Regions from separate parts of the Gossypium arboreum genome. Here region 2 is linked to region 1. Evidence: chromatin contacts called from public Hi-C data. All regions are on one chromosome and are shown on one strand. The core of a region is the stretch at or near the end of the contact, and the rest is flanking DNA. Distances in the headings are between cores, read along the strand shown. Region 1 has its middle 4.0 kb from the start of LOC128291689. Region 2 holds the start of LOC108459744 (transcription factor bHLH162-like).

What was found. A called contact is a pair of places that touch in the nucleus more often than the background predicts.
Region 2: a Hi-C map of leaf shows a contact between it and region 1, with 2.3 times the contacts expected there. The contact joins the promoter of LOC108459744 here to the enhancer-like site in region 1. A contact is called at or near these places in 2 of 5 Hi-C or Micro-C datasets (both in leaf).

Annotation. Positions count from the first base shown.
Region 1 is chr4:114,612,692-114,615,543 of ASM2569848v2, forward strand. No RefSeq gene overlaps it. Among protein-coding and RNA genes, the nearest start is that of LOC128291689, 4.0 kb to the right of the region's middle. Within about 2 kb of position 1,345, at least 2 of the 2 cell types and tissues checked have an H3K27ac peak or open chromatin away from gene starts, as enhancers often do. A contact at or near this core is called in leaf, where this site is marked.
Region 2 is chr4:114,652,302-114,655,153 of ASM2569848v2, forward strand. It overlaps LOC108459744 (transcription factor bHLH162-like), which reads right to left and starts at 1,353. Exons shown (of 3, transcript XM_017759149.2): 1 at 1,067-1,353; 2 at 631-975; 3 at 32-559. The coding sequence starts at 1,234. The coding sequence ends at 365.

The DNA of each region.
Region 1 (2,852 bases), core at 95-2,594:
AATGTAATGATTTAAGGGGTTTTTTTTATACATTAATCATATTTAAAATTAAATTTCATATCAATAATAAAAATTCTATCAGAAACAAATTAAAAATCCCTGGCGGGGCTTAATCCTAGTATATTTTATTACAAATTACAAAGAAGGAATTGCATGTTCTGTGTCAAGAATTTGTGTCCCTAGTTTAAGACTTGTTTACAATAATTGTAGTTTCATTTCTAACTCTAGTATATCTTGTTGCAGGTTGTTATTTCGGTTCTTATGAAGGATTGCCAATGGCAACCTTTTTAGTTTCAAAAGGTGAAGACTCAATCAATGAATGTTAAGAGTATTGTATATTCCAGAGATTGAGTTAGTTAGCCTAGCTGTTAGCTTAGCCCTCTGTGCTATTAGTCTGTTACTCAATTAGTTAGATTGTTAGCCATAGCAGTTACCATAGTGTTCTATAAATACTATCTCTATAATGTTCGTGAAAGGTAGTCAAAATACAAAGATTTCTTTCAAATACTCAATGTATTCTTTCAATAATTAGCAACATTTTTCATTCCTTCATTCTATCTGTTCTTTTAGTCGAGTGATTCACCTTAGGTGCTAACATGGTATCAGTTGCCTAAAAGGTTCTAGAGACCTACCTCAATGACCACCGCCGCTTTTACCGATTCAGCTACCGTTGATCCTGGATGTCCAGTGTTTACTGGTACTCGACGCATCTAGTCATTTCCTTGCTATGAGACAATTAAGTTGGATGAAGGCACGTTTTTCAGTGGCAGCAACACATTCGGTTGATTTCTAGGGTTATGAGCTGACCGGTTTCTTGGATGGCACTTTGTCGATTCTACCGCGTTTTGTGCAGTCTCTGGAAGGGTCATTCGTTCCAAATCCAGATGCATCGGCCTTTGTTTAACAGGACATCTTATTAGCTTCATGGTTACTTTCCACGATTAACCCCTCCATTTTATCTTCTTTTCCAGAAGCACGATCCGCATGTGATGTGTGGACCACCGCCACTCGTCTTTTTGCTCCACTCACCAGTGTAAAGCTTGCCCGTATTCGTTACGATTTGTTTTTTCTCAAGAAAGGCAGTCTCTCGGTCAAAGAGGTCGTGGCCAAGATCCAGAATATGAGTGCCTTGATAGCGGCTTCTGGTTCGCGCATCTTCGAAGAAGAGAAGGTCGAGACTCTGCTTGTAGGCTTAACTCCTGAGTTTGATGTTGTTATTACTCTCGTTTCGCTCTCATCTTAGCCTTTGCGGTTTCAACGCCTTGTTGATGTGCTCCTTGAGTACGAGAATCGTCAGACGCGTCTGATTCAGGAGATACCTCTTCATGCCAACCTCTTGGAGACTGTTCTATCGCCGTTCATAGGGGCTCTATTCGTGGTGCTCGTCCCCCATCTAGAAGCCGCGGACGAGGGTTTTGATCCAGAGTTTAGTGCCAGATTTGCGAACGGTTAGGGCACCTCGCTCAACGATGTTTCTACCACTACAATCGTGACTACGAAGGACTGTCATCAGGTGTTCGGGCATCGTCTCTAGTAGATCATCATGGTCCGTTGCTTGTTTATGGTGGACTTCAAGGTACAAATTCAGCCGAACCACCGCCTTATTATTCGGGAGGAAATTTCCACCCTTACGCGTCTGTATCTAGAAATATTAGGGATTATAATCCCTTAGTGCAGAGAACTGATGATGGTCTGTGTGGTGGGGCCCCTGATGGGTGTTTATTTTGACCGTGCACCTATGCGCTTTCATAATATAGGTTCTAGGCTGATTGGGCTTGTTGAATATAATGACCATAGGCCGATTACTCATGGTCACTCTAGGTTGATTGGGCCTGTTGGGCTTCATGGCCAATGCAGCATGACCCTAGTCCAGATTTTGGGGGTGTCTCACCTTCCTTTGGGCCACATGCTCCCACTCTGCCAAATTGGTCTGTATTGAATTGTGTAGAGCTTGGTGTTCCTCCTGATCATGACCGTAATCGTGGAGGTCCAAGTAGTGATGTTGTTGGCCCATGTATTCCTTGGCAGACTAAGCCTCGAGCTCATGTTTACACTGGGTCTGACTCCTGTATTGGTCTTCTTCGTATACCTGATTTGCATGCGTCTGATGTTTCTACCTTCACTGGGTCTCATATTAATGCTACTCAATACGGCTCCAACTGTGATGGCACTGACTCTTACATCCCTATGCCAGTTGGCAATACATCCTGGTATCCCGACTTGGGTGCTTCACACCATGTATGTCGCGATGCCTCTACGTTGCATGACTCCACTCTTTATTCAGGTTGTAATAGGCCATTTTTTGTCCAGGCCCAAACCAAACCAAATAAAAATAAAAATTACAAGTCTATTTAAAAAAAACCCTAAGCCCAAATTACAAGCCCACAATCTAAACTAAGTTTTAATAAAGTAAAAAAAACCCTAGCCTCCAGCGTCCTTGCCCTCCACGTGAATAGGCACGTCGCCTGAGGCCTGATGGGCCTTTGTCGCGGTTTCACCAAAATGGCAAGGGCATGCTTTTTGCCACCGTCACCAACTACTACCTACAAAGAAAAAATAGAAAAGACAGGGACAATAGATGCAAACCCAAGAATAGTGACAAAATAAAAATATATGTATTTTAAACAAGTGTAAAATGGATATAAAAGCCAGAGAATAGATTGTATTAAAAAAAAAGATCGGAATCAAATACAAACACACAAAAAAGCGTGGTTCTTTTGTATTTTTATTTTTTAATTTTCGAAAATAAGTAATAAAATAAAAAGGAAACTTTTTAGCTTTTTTGCCGCTGCCATCATCTCCCTACGTTTTGGAAGACCGTCAGATCCTCGAGGATTTACTGAAAGGTTATA
Region 2 (2,852 bases), core at 103-2,602, 40 kb after region 1:
TTTCCTCTTACTCCCAAGAAATACTAGGAAATTTTGGAAGAGTGCTTATAAGCTTTATTAATGGAAAATGGCTGACAAAGATACATGCACTATCAATACTACATCAACTGACCAAGGAAAACAAAGACAATATCATTGCATCCATTGTAAGTTTCACGATCTATATTACACAGTCAGGAACAAAATTTTGATGCAGCAGCAGCCACAGCAGCAGGCAGCCGAGCTAGCTAGCTATACAGTTATAACGAGAACATTAATGCTGCTCCTTCCTTGCTATCTAATTCACTGCTACAATCCCTTTTGTTCTCTTAATTTTTAATTAAGCTTGGGATTTTATTGCCTAACGATAAGAAGTTTTCCAATTTCATGGCATGTACGTGGATCCTAACATGATTGGGAAATCCCAGGTTTCGGGATAGATTTCATAGTTCAAATCCCACGTTTCAGGATGGATTTGGTAGTCCCATAACTCTTGTTGAAGTTCCTCTTCGCAGCTGGATCCTTTCACTAACTTGTTCAGTTTATCCTTTATTATTTGTGCTCCAACAAATGCTCCAATCTGTGATCAAACAAATTGATCAGAGTAATTTCTTATTTGGCCGAACAAGAAGATAGATGTGGATAAATTACCTCAGCATGAACAATGTGGAAAACTGTATTCCCTAGGATAGAGAAGCTGGCGTTTAGTACTTGAGCTCCATGTTGATGAAGTATGTAAATCATCTCATAAAACATGAACTGACTGTCTTTCCCAGTCGTTAAAACCACTTCCATGGCTGACCCATTTTCGTTCATCTTAATTTCAGGAGATTTCGACCTTGCTGTGGTTTCACTTGTGATGGTATCGGCACATGTATAAGATCTCTTTCTTCTCATTAAGCTTTCCTTTTTCTCTCTGGATTCGTTCATCCTTGTCTTCAAACTCGTTATGTAGTTCACAGCTTCATCTATTTGATCAGGAAGTGACAATAGCTCCTACAAACATGAAAAAACAAAACAAAAATGACAAACCCCACATGCAAATTCAATAATTCTGACAAAACACAGCCATTAAAAACAAACAGACCTTGGAATTACGATGGGGAAGTAAAGAATTGAGGCTGGCATACAAATTCTTCATATGATTTCTCCTGTTCTTCTCTATGATCTTCCTCTCGATCTTAGCTGAAGAACAACGAGCCCTCTGCTTCTCAATTTGCTTGTCCACGGCTAAGTATTCCATTTGAAGTTCCATTGGTGAAGATGCGTTAAGGTGTTGTCGTGTTGGTTTATATAACCCACCGGAAACAGCTTGTGGCTAAAAAAATCAAAAGGGAGTGGAAAAAGGAAAATAAAGTGGAAAACGCCGAAACTTCAATGAGGGAGTAAAAAGGGATTACGGTTGGAATATGATGGAAGGAATAGTTGAATAAATGAGAACACGTAGACGTCGTCATTTATGTTACGTCACCCTCAGTCATAAGCATATTGGTGCATGCTAAATATCTTCAAAATATAAAATTAATGGGCTAAAAATATTTTCCTTTTTGTTCATAACCAAATTTCTATTTATTTTACCACTGCATTTTTTATATATTCAGAATTAAATTGGTAATGGAACTTTAATCCTAGGGGCACACATCCCTATCTTTTTCTTCTCTTTTTTCTAACCTTCCCCGGAAACAGCTGTTTTTCTTGATTTTATTCTGCCACCCTTTTACATTTAGATATGTCTATTTCGGTATTTACTTTCGTCCGTAATTAGGTTTTTCCTTTTCCTTTTTATTTACCTCACATTACATTTTAATTTTTTATGTTTAAAATATTACATTTTAATCACTTACATTATCATTATTTTATAAAGTGACTACTTTATCGTTAAACTCCGTTACCTCCTTAACGATAGTCTTGCGTGACAGTCCAATTGAGTTTTAAATATCAACTTGAATGTCTAGTTGTTGTGATGAAAATAGGTTTTTAATTAAATAAATTTAATTTGAAATGCCACGTAGGACATCTAAGATGGCATTTTAAAACCCATTTGGACTGCCACGTAAGACCAGCATTAGGGAGGTAACGGAGCTTAACGGTAGAGTGATCACTTTGTAACAAAACAATAACGTAAGTTACTAAAACATAACATTTCAAACATAAGTGACTAAAATGTAATCTAAGACAAACAAAAGTGATTTTTTTTTTATAGTTTACCCTTTCTTTTAATTTTTATTTGTATTTTTAATTTTAACAAATCCCTCTGGGAAAAGAAATTGGAGCATTTCTAAGTTGGTGAGTAATTTGAATAGAGACTTTAGTAACTCAAATTATTTTTTCAAATTTCACCTAGAGAGGTGGTTTTTCAAAAAAAAAATATTTTATTTTATTTGATACACATGGTCCCTTATAAGATAAATACTAAAACTTCAAAAATCATTGATGTGTTCTCGTAATCGGTTGAACAATTATAGAATCACAGAAGTGGCCCGATCGTCTAATTTAGGTTAAAAGGATAGAAAATAATAGAAAAATATGGATAAAATAAGATAGATAGATAAAGTAAGGACCTCGACCCAATAACTATGTTTAGAAAAGAACCATAGGTATAGAAGACTTCGACCCATTTTTTATGAAACAAGTTAAAGAACCGAAAGTATCAAGAAGAAACCTCGACCCGTTACCTATCCAGAGGTAAGAACCAAAGGTAAAATTGTGATTGTCACACTCTAGAAAAGAAAGAAGGGGAATGATAAGATTGGAAAGGCGAATGCCACAAGATGTGAATCTTGAGAAGTTTGATAAGTGTTCGTAAAGAACAAAAAGAAATAATCTCACAAATATATTGATCATAATCCCCACAAATGAAGTTCATGCATACA